3 separate regions of the Mus musculus genome follow, and regions 1 and 2 are each linked to region 3. Evidence: chromatin contacts called from public Hi-C data. All regions are on one chromosome and are shown on one strand. Each heading gives the region's core, a stretch centred on a gene start, on an enhancer-like site or on the middle of the called end of the contact. The rest is flanking DNA. Distances are from core to core; before and after follow the strand shown. Region 1 has its middle 56 kb from the start of Gm31845. Region 2 has its middle 31 kb from the start of Gm31845. Region 3 holds the start of 1600002D24Rik (RIKEN cDNA 1600002D24 gene).

Region 1 (3,324 bases), core at 163-2,662, 320 kb before region 3:
TGACATCCTCACTCCATGCCTCCTCCACCACGGCTGTGCCTCACTTCAAAACTTGAGCCCAAACAAAACCTTCTTCCTTAACTTGCTTCTTGCCAGGCACTGTGTCCTGACAAGAGCAGGCATTAACACACTCGTCCAAACTGTTTATTTTTGGATCCCGTGTTCCACATTCTTCCTACGGTGCTCTTTGAAATCATCTTTCAGTTCATATTCTTCGTTTAACATTTCATGGTTCGCCAGACTCATCAGATGCTCTTCGCGATGGTGAATTATGACTGCCAACTTACAGGAGCTACCCAGGAGGCCAGCCTCTGGCCACGTGTGTGAGGAACTATCTAGACTGGGCTAACCTCCGGACAAGCCTATGCAGGATAATCTAGATTATGTATATAACTGAGGTGGAAAGGCTCCCCTTAACTGTGGGCAGTACTGCTTCGGCCCTAGGCTGAATAGAGAGGAGAAGCAGTCTGGGTGTTGGCCTTTGGGTCTCTCTGCTTCCTTATTGTAGATGCAAGGTGGCCAGATACTTCAAAGCCCTACTTCCATGATAGACCTTACCCTCAAACTGCAAGCCACAATAAACCCTTTGTTGCGTTGCTTTTGTTGGATATGTTTTATCACAGCAACGAGACGAGTCACCAATATACTCTATACTAAAGATAAGGATAAGAAAGGAAAATTTAAGAGGAGCCATAGAAGCATCCATGGACTTCAACCAACCATGAAGGAGTCACATCATCTAACTTTCATGCCTTAGGTGAAGTCCTCTTTCCCTGTCTTGAGTCTCAGTGGAGTTAGGGGTAGGGCAAGAAGTTCAGAGTCAGTGTTCATGACCTTTGAACTTTCTTCCATTTCCCAAACATCAAATACAGAAGGCTACTGAAGACTCTCTGGACCTAGAGAGCGTGAATGAGCCCCTATCAGGGAAGCACCAGAGAACACTGTAAGCACCCTCATCAGGGCACTGACACAGACAGAGTCTACAACCAAGATCAAGTAAAATGAGCTAGCCCAGGATGAAGAGTCCTTTCGGATGGACTGAGGCAGGTCAGAGGTACCAGTGGAATCATGCATGCTGTCACCACCACCGGTCCCATTCGCACCTCCACAAACGAAAAGTAGGAATGCCAACTAAAGTTAAAATCTATGTCAACCAGACCAAATCCCAGAGTCTATACATGTAGCAGCCTTAACGACAATTAGAGAAACATCTTCATTGACGTCGCCATTGGTAGAAATAGTCACTGAGACACAGCGCCAGGCCCTCCGCAAGCCTCTTTGCCTTAGATGGCCATGAGTTCCTCCTCTGTCCTATACGGTTGTCAGATGATACAGTTGACAAGGTCAGGTGCAGCAGTGACCTTCCGTGACACCTAAGTATAGTGTTTACGGTTCCTGTTTCTCTGGGGTTGTAGGTAAGAGAAGCTGACGGCGGCAGTGAATCACTTCCTGTGGTCACTGCCCTGCTCCCAGTGCAGCTATTTTTGACAGTTGCATAAAATTCTAATTCCCAATCCGGGCATGTGTTTTATTTGTTTAACAAGAACCTAATAAGTTACAGTGGGGGTGGAGGCAAAAAGCGGGAAGATCTGAGTCAGCAAAGAGAAATGTAAGAAACACCCTTGTTGGAGAGAAAATAAATCCCAACAGCTTCGGTGATCCCTGCAACCGTCACAGAGAGAGAGGAATCTAGAGCCAGGCCTATGGTGATTTCCCACTTCCTGTGGAAGAGTCACGTGTCTCCAAAGCGAGAGAATGCTGCCCGGCTCTCGTAGCTTCTACAGCAAACCTCAGTCTCGACTTGGCAGTTGAAATGATGGGAACCTCTCCCATTCTTTACCAGATCTGGTCCTTCACTTCCGTTGAGATGACATGGTGTCCTCTGCACCTGTGATTAAGCTGATGAAAGATGTTGAGTGTGTCAGGTGTGATGCTTGAGTGTGTCAGGTGTGATGCTGTGAGTGTGTAAGGTGTGATGCTCTGAGTGTGTCAGGTGTGATGCTGTGTGTCAGGTGTGATGCTGTGAGTGAGTGTGTCAGGTGTGATGCTGTGTGTCAGGTGTGATGCTGTGAGTGTGTCAGGTGTGATGCTGTGAGTGTGTCAGGTGTGATGCTGTGAGTGAGTGTGTCAGGTGTGATGCTGTGAGTGTGTCAGGTGTGATGCTGTGAGTGTGTCAGGTGTGATGCTGTGAGTGTGTCAGGTGTGATGCTGTGTGCATCAGGTGTGATGCTGTGTGTCCGGTGTGATGCTGTGTGTCAGGTGTGATCTGTGAGTGTGTCAGGTGCAATGCTGTGTGTGTCCGGTGAGATGCTGTGTCAGGTGTGATGCTGTGAGTGTGTCAGGTGTGATGCTGTGAGTGTGTCAGGTATAATTTTACTCAGTACCATCAGAGAGTATACTGCTCCACTACAGCTAGGAAGAAGTGTCACAACTGGCAGCTGAAACAACACAAAGTTATCTCCTGTTCTGGAGGGTGGGGGTTCTGATGAAGGTCTCAGCAGGGTCGACTTCTGTGTGAGGTAACATCTACCCCAGGTCCCTTTCTTGGCTGTTGGGTAAGGCTTCCTCCTGAGCCTCTTCCCTCTGCTATGTCCAAGTGTTCTCATCGCATAAGAACTTCAGTCATAGTGGATGGGTGCTCACCCCAACAACTTAAATTTTATCCAGTCATTTTATAGAAGCCCTTCCACTGAGCTGGTGAGATTGCCCCACAGCAAATGAAGAAGAGGCAGACAGGTGACATTCCAGGCTTTGAAGCCCATTTCCTTTCTTGGAGCCCTCTCAGCTCTGACCATGTATCACGCAAGCTCTCACCAGCAGCACGTAAGTGAAGGAAGATTTATCCAGCTCATGGTTTACAGAGGTGCAGTCCATCCTGACAGGGAAGGTGTGGAGAGAGAGGTGTGTGTGTGAGATGGCTGTCATGTCACATCTACGGTCAGGAAACAGAGGAAGAGAAATTCTGATGCCTAATTCATTTTCTTCTTTTTATTCAGTTTGAGACACACATCCCAGGCCATAAAATGGTGCTGTCCATATTCAAGGAGACTCTTCCCTCGAAGTTAAACCTTTCTGGACTCCCACACATGTGCAGAGAGGTGAGTCTCCTAAGTGATTCTAAATCTACTCAACTGACAAGATTACCCCCACAAGTGGCTTTCACTAAACTTCTCTTGTGAGCCCTGAACTTTGACCTTTATACATCTTCCACATGTCACAAAAAAAAATCCTTCTGATTATTTTCCAATCGTTTTAAAGTATCAAACCATTCTCAGCTCACAAGCCAGAGAGGGACTCTGTGGGTCAGAACTGGCTATCCCCTGA
Region 2 (3,448 bases), core at 735-3,234, 290 kb before region 3:
TTCCAGAAAACAGCTCATTGGACAGAACTGGGCCCTTAGAAGACATTAAGCCAGAGCTACCAGGCTAAACCATGGCTGAGCTTTTGACTCCGTTCAGCCTAATCAACCTCTTTCAAGCACAAATGCTGGGCCAAGGAAGCTGGGCCTGAGACAGCTACATAGCAAACAATGTAGCTGAGCATCAAATGGAACTCGTTCCTTCTATGTAAAGACAAAAATCTCCTAAGATGAAGGAAATCTGAAATACCCAGTTCCATTACTCTGCTTGATCCAGAAGTTTGCACGCCTTCTGCTGGAAATGCTCTTGATTCCACATGCAATGGGATACCTCAGCCTTGTCATGAGGCAGGTTGTCCTGAGTACATGCCATGTCTCCTAATGTATCCTGCAAGAACACACTCACACACAGTCACACACTCACACACAGACACACACACACACACACACACACACACACACACACTCTCTCTCTCTCTCTCTCTCTCTCTCTCTCACACACACACACTAATAGGTTCATCCCACAATTGTATCGATGGATTAATTAGAGCAAGGAGGAGCCACACTGCCAACCTGTCCAGTCTGAGGCATATCAGACCTGGGTGGGCGTATCAGGGGTGTATGCTCAGGATCAGGAGGTGCAAGGCAGATTCTGGCAGAGCTAACCTGTGCTCAGCTGCAGTTCTTCCTTCGGGTGGCTCTGGGCTTGTTTTTGTAGCCTATGAGGTGATCACAGTGCACCTACCTAGATGTCCCTTAAGAACCCCTCAGACATCCTGTGCTAGGTATGCACAGCCATGCACATGCACATACTCACACACACGCACACACAGACAGGACCGTACAGAAAGAGTTCCTAGCAGAACACATGTAAAGTTATTCTGGACCATACAGGGCAATAGAACAAGGGGCATTTCAGATTTCCTTCATCTTGTAAAGAACACATGACCTCCAATCGTCCAATCATAAGGCCTGGAAGGAGCTGCTCTTTCCCAGTGACACTGGAAGGCCAGCAGCTCACCTGGAGTTACCTTCATCTCACCACCAGTGGCAAAAGTAGGAGGAGCTGATAGATGGATGGACTACGTGCTGATGATACACCGGTGTCCCTGGACTGACTGGGGGCTCAAAGCAGGATTCCCTTTTGGCAGGGTTTGGGTTTCTGCATAAACTACCATGAGGCAAAAGCACAAGCAGGTAATTTGGGAGACAATCCCAGAAGACCAACAAGGAAGGAAGTGAAGGTGTGAGACAGTCAGCCATGAGCCTGGGCTACGGTGAGCCAGGAAGCTAAGGTGTGGCAGACACAGACAATAATGCACCCTCAGCGGGGCTGCAGCATCATGAGGCTCTAAGGGCATCTAACCTCCCATACTCAGAGTTTGTGAGCCTGTGTGCCAGATTCCAAGGCCAAGGTCAACCACGTTTGCCAGTCACTGACCTGCAGATAAGGCAAGGACTTTGGTCGATCCAAGTGAACCCAGCATGATCGAGTGCTTAAGAGAGCCAGATATGTTACACGGCTGGATTTTAAAGAGGAATCAGATGTCACAAACTAGGAGGGCAGGCAGCCTTCAGAATACAGAAAAGACAGGGAACTCATTCTCTTCTATAATTCAGAAACGCACCTTGCTAGGTCTCCCAAGGCTTAGTTTTTAACTTCAAATCCCAAAACCATAAAGAAATAAATGTGTGTTGTTTCAGTCCACTAAAACTGTGATAACCTGTCATATCAACAGTCAGAAACTAGTCAGAGAGAGTGTATGTCCAGTGAGTTAGCATGTTACACGGGTGCTCAAGCCAGCAGAATATATGATGTCTAGTGAGTTAGCATGTTACAGGGATGCTTAATTCAGCCGAGTATATGATGTCCATTGAGTTAGAATGTTACAGGATACTCAAAACAGCAAGGGAACCCCGCTAGGTAGTATCCAGAGGCTTTAGAGTGCCTCCAAGCAAAGGCCAGGAATCTGGAGTGCACATCACCTGTCGTGAGCTGAGAGGGGCAAAGACTGCCCTGGGCAGAGTCTGGTACAGACCAGTTGCCTCCATACCCTTCCTCATTAGGCCACATGCCCATAGGAAGGGAGGTCTGGGGGTTTTGTTTGTCTTTTTGTTTTTTAGTTTTTTGTTGGTTTTGTTTTATTTTGTTTTGTTTTGCTTTGCTTTGCTTTGCTTTGCTTTGCTTTTTGCTTTCTTGAGTAGCCTGCACTGTGCACCTATCAAGTCCAAGCACACCAACATCTCCTGCAGTGGTTTCTGGGAGATGAATAGCTGAGACCAGGATGGAGCATTTAGCTGGTGTTTACTGGCTGAGGTGGGCACAGTAAACAGCTCACGGTGCTTGGGATGGTCTCTCACTCAATGTGGCAACAAGTTGCTGTCACTCCCGGGCCTACAGATGTGCATTCCCCACCCACTCTCAGATCAGCGCAGAAAACCTGTCTGTCCGCTCAGCCCACCACACCTCCATTGCTGTGGGCAGATGACTGCAGAGAAGGAGCCAGTCTTCCTCTCCGTAAGCACACGTAAGCAATGGCATTCAGAGGGAAAGAGGAAGATGGAGACTAACTCATTACAGCTGAATATTTCTGCCCATTCTTCATACTTTCTGCCTGGTGTTGAAAGGAACATAAATCCAACCCCGGCCCGCCAGAACATTCTGTCATGAAGTCACAGAGACACGTTCCAAAAGGAAGGGAGAGGGTTTCGCAGTGTGCTTTCCTGCTCCCCGAAGGCACAGAGGTCATAAACCAGTAAGTGTTAAAGCTCCAAATGAGTACCCCAGAGGCACACTTCCTGAACCCTGCCTTGCTAATGCCCTTGTCAACAGATAGGGTGGAAGTAAGGGAGAGGGAACTTGAAAAAATCCAAAATGGGAGGCAGAGAGGAAGGGAGAAAGAGAGGAATGAAAGGGGGAGGGAGGAGGGCAGAAAAGAGGGAAGGAAGAAGGGAAAAGAGAAGAGAGTGGGTAAAGGAATGAGGGAGGAGGGAGGGGAGGACAGAGGAGTGAAAGAAGGAGAGAGGAAGGAAGGAGGAGAGGAGAGAGGAGGGAGAGAAGGAAAGAAGATGGAAGGAGGGGAAGAGAGAGGAGGGAAGGGAAGACAGAGGAAGGAGGGAAGGGAAGAGAGAGAAGGAAGGGAGAGGAAGAAAGAGGAAGAAAAGAGGGTAGGACAGAAGAGGAGGAAGGGGAGGAGAGGAAAGTGTTAGCCCCCCTTGCATTACTGTATCTCACATCCCACGCATCAGCTCATCCCTGCTTCCTGGATCCTGGTGCTTCAGGGTCCAGTCACTGCATCCCAGGTATGTGTCTCAAGTATTTATCTCCAGCCTCCTGCCCTCCACTTCCCCGTTTTCCTGAGTAAAGTGACACCACTGGACCCCAAGGCTTAGGAACTCTTTACACAAAGCTTGTCTGCGCATTTCAACAGGCCCCTGGAGGCAGTGACAG
Region 3 (3,325 bases), core at 214-2,713:
GTGTGTCTATGTGTCTGTCTGTCTGTGTGTGTGTATGTGGGAGTGGGTATGTCTCTGTGTGTCTATGTGTGTGTGTCTATGTGTGTGTGTGTCTATGTGTGTGTGTGTCTATGTGTGTGTGTCTATGTGTGTGTGTCTATGTGTGTGTGTGTCTATATGTGTGTGTTTCTTGTGTGTGTGTGTGTGTGTGTGTGTGTGTGTGTGAAAGAGGCTCAGTGGGACATGTGTAGTCACTGGATCTGCATACTCTACATTTTTTGTTAGAAATTAGCAGGTTTTAGCTTTTTTTTTTTTTTAAAGGTAGCTAATTTAATTTTCTGAGCAGAATACACACAGAAGTAAAAAGCATCAAGCGTACATTTCGCAGACAGAAACCCAGGCTCAGAAAGTCTGCTCCACTGTGCTTCAGATCTGTAAACCAGGGCTGACAGCTCTGGCCCAGGTGTCACGTCCATGGGAGGTCAACATTAACTCCACTACAATTTTAATATAATGAAAAGGCAGGTTGTATTGAAATAATGATAGGATAAAAAACCAAACATGACAAGGTGCCCTAATAAATAATAAGACCATCTACGCAGGTTGGTTCCCTACCCAAGCCATCAGCAGTGCATTTGAGTGGCTAGGAGTCTTGAGTATATTTTTCCTTTAATTAATCCATATTTTCTAAGGTGAGCTGACATGAATCATTTTACAACAGTTACTTTCTTAAAGTAAAACTAGAAGTATCCCATCACTGAAGGGAGAAGTTTCCTTCAGTTGCATGGCCCATGCCTGATGAATGAGCTCTCGTCTAGGCTCCTGTAGGCAAGCAACCCTAACAAAACTCACTGGGCCACCAAAACAAACAAGGAAGAGTCAGAAACGTAGTGGGTGGGGAAGAGGAGAGGGTCAGGAGGAGGAGGGAGTGGTAATGGAGGTCAAGATAAGCAGAATATGTTATATACATGCATCAGTGTGGCACCATGGAGCCCGTAATTATACATAACTAATAGATTCTAGTGAAACAGTTTAATCCCCTCATTGCACATAACCCCATGGACTCCCTAGAAAGTGCAAATTAGAAACCCAACACAGGTCGACAGTTCAGCCCCAGTGAAGGATCTGGTATTTGAAGTGTGGCCTTTGACCAAATACAGCAAACAAGATCTACAACTTTGCTTCTCTCCAACCGCAGGCCGGGGGCTGGCTGAGCGAGTCCCTGACCCTGCCACAGTTGCACAATGTAAACATTCAGACTGGGAAGCATGGGGGGCGGGGGTGAAGTGGGACAGGTGAAACAGGAGCCAGCTCTCTCAGTCCCTCTGTCCCTCATCCTCTCTCTCTCTCTCTCTCCGGAGTTCCTATGAGAAGACAGACATGTGTAGTGGTGAAACCAAAGGAAAGTGAAGCAGCCGTCTACCTGCCTGGTCTTCTGTGTAGCAACACGAGGTTTCTTCCCAGAATGGCCTGAATGTGTAGAGCAAACGGGAGGAGTTACGGAAGCCTGTGAGACTTTCTGAGAAAGCAAAACCTGCTCGTGCAGGCACAGACGTTGACGTTTGTGTTCCTTGAGGCTTTAAGTCCAGCACAGGTGCTGGGACCTCAGGGAGGCCTTCTCATAGCGTGCCAAGGAGAGAGACTGCGTGTAATGGTGTCTAACTCACAGCCCTTCCCCAAGGCTTGTCCATTAAGCCTTGGTCCCTACCACATGATGCTACTGGGAAGCTCCTGGTGCATAAGAAGTTAAGGCTCTGGGTGTGTCTTAAAGGAGAACGGGGACCCTGGCTCATTTTACCTCTCTCTCTTCCCAGCTGCCCTGAGGGATGCAATCCCTCCCATGTACACCTACCATGATACTTCCTGCAAACCACAGGACTCAAGCAACATGAACTACAAGCCTTTTATAGTTGATTGCTTGAGAAACTTTGTTATCCTGCCGAAAGCTGACCAACAGCAGGCACACTTAATATTCTTCTGTTGCTGTATTTGGCTGTGGCCAAAAACTCTTCAGGAAGGCAGGCCTTGTTTTAGCTCATGGCTCCAGAAGGACAGAATCCTCATGGCAGGGAAGGGCAGTCAGCAAGCGGGAAGATAGCTGGTTGCATTTTTCATCCATACAAAGGAAACAGAGAAAGGGGAACAGGAAGTGGGGTGAGAGACTATAAACCATCGAAGCCTGGCCCCAGTAACACACTTCCTCCAGAAGGCTCCCTCTCCTCCAGGTTCCATCATCTCCACAGGCAGCGGCTCCTGCAGGGGACTGAGTGTTCAGGCAATGAGCCTGTGGGAGACATGTCTTGTTCAGATCACCACAGTGTACAGGAGGGTGAAGTGGTGTGAGCCAAGGAGCTCTGTTCTGACAGCCCACTGTTGAAATAACCCACAGACTTCCTGGGGAGCATTAATCCATCACCGAGGGTGGAGCCCTCCCAGCAGAACCACCTCCTAAAGGTCACACGCTGTTGCCATGGCACCTAAATCCCTTTCTGAACATTGGGGCACTGGAGACCAGTGAGTACGACAGTGGCCTGACGGCGTCTTTGGCAAAGATGCTCTGTTTCTGTGTCCCGACATGAGCCACGGAAGCCACAAAACAGATCTGACAGATCTGCAGGAGGTGGGACCCACCTGACAGGTGCAGCAGGCTGCCTGCTTCTCCTCGCCACACCTGGCTCCTTCCCACTAACCATGAGGGAACTCTGGTGTCGTAGTTAGGGTTTACCGCTGTGAACAGACCCCACGACCAAGGCAACTCTTACAAGAACAACATTTAATTGGGGCTGGCTTACGGGTTCAGAGGTTCAGTCCAGTATCATCAAGGTGGGAGAAGAGCAGCATCCAGGCAGGCATAGGGCTCGAGGAGCTGAGAGTTCTACCTCTTGTTCTGAAGGCAAACAGAATACCACTTCCAGGCAACTAAGATGAGGGTCTCAAAGCTCACCCTCACAATGACACATCTACTCCAACAAGGCCACACACTTAGTAATAGTGCCATTCCCTGGGCCAAGCATATTCAAACCATCACATCGGGCATTCCCAAGGGATGCAGAACAGCTTGAGTGAAGGAAAGCATGTACCATGTTATTTTGACATACACACACAGACACACACATACATATATATATATATATACACACACATACATATATACACACAGAGAGACACACATATACAGACACACACAGACACACACATACATATATACACACACACAGACACACATATACAGACACACACATATACATATATACACACACAGAGACACACATATACAGACACACAGATACACATACAGACACACACATACATATATACACACACACAGACACACATATGCATATAC

The links. A called contact is a pair of places that touch in the nucleus more often than the background predicts.
Region 1: a contact with region 3 is called in a Hi-C map of bone marrow-derived macrophages, with 25 read pairs. The contact joins the enhancer-like site here to the promoter of 1600002D24Rik in region 3. A contact is called at or near these places in 7 of 15 datasets of contacts at CTCF or cohesin (the G1E-ER4 cell line, the NIH/3T3 cell line, embryonic stem cells and 3 more), 63 of 484 Hi-C or Micro-C datasets (CD4 T cells, CD8 T cells, the G1E-ER4 cell line and 28 more) and 14 of 115 datasets of contacts at active chromatin or transcription factors (the HPC-7 cell line, astrocytes, embryonic stem cells and 6 more).
Region 2: a contact with region 3 is called in a Hi-C map of liver, with 2.5 times the contacts expected there. The contact joins the enhancer-like site here to the promoter of 1600002D24Rik in region 3. A contact is called at or near these places in 3 of 484 Hi-C or Micro-C datasets (bone marrow-derived macrophages, liver and ventral hippocampal neurons) and 4 of 115 datasets of contacts at active chromatin or transcription factors (the HPC-7 cell line, embryonic stem cells and trophoblast stem cells).

The regions. Positions count from the first base shown.
Region 1 is chr16:95,610,804-95,614,127 of GRCm38.p6, forward strand. No RefSeq gene overlaps it. Among named protein-coding and RNA genes, the nearest start is that of Gm31845, 56 kb to the right of the region's middle. Within about 2 kb of position 1,413, at least 23 of the 459 cell types and tissues checked have an H3K27ac peak or open chromatin away from gene starts, as enhancers often do. A contact at or near this core is called in the HL-1 cell line, bone marrow-derived macrophages, granulocyte-monocyte progenitors and 1 more, where this site is marked.
Region 2 is chr16:95,635,382-95,638,829 of GRCm38.p6, forward strand. No RefSeq gene overlaps it. Among named protein-coding and RNA genes, the nearest start is that of Gm31845, 31 kb to the right of the region's middle. Within about 2 kb of position 1,985, at least 8 of the 459 cell types and tissues checked have an H3K27ac peak or open chromatin away from gene starts, as enhancers often do. A contact at or near this core is called in liver and trophoblast stem cells, where this site is marked.
Region 3 is chr16:95,927,614-95,930,938 of GRCm38.p6, forward strand. 1600002D24Rik (RIKEN cDNA 1600002D24 gene) reads right to left here and starts at 1,464. Exons shown (of 4, transcript NR_040484.1): 1 at 1,403-1,464. The region is part of intron 1 of Gm41508 (a long non-coding RNA gene); the gene reads left to right.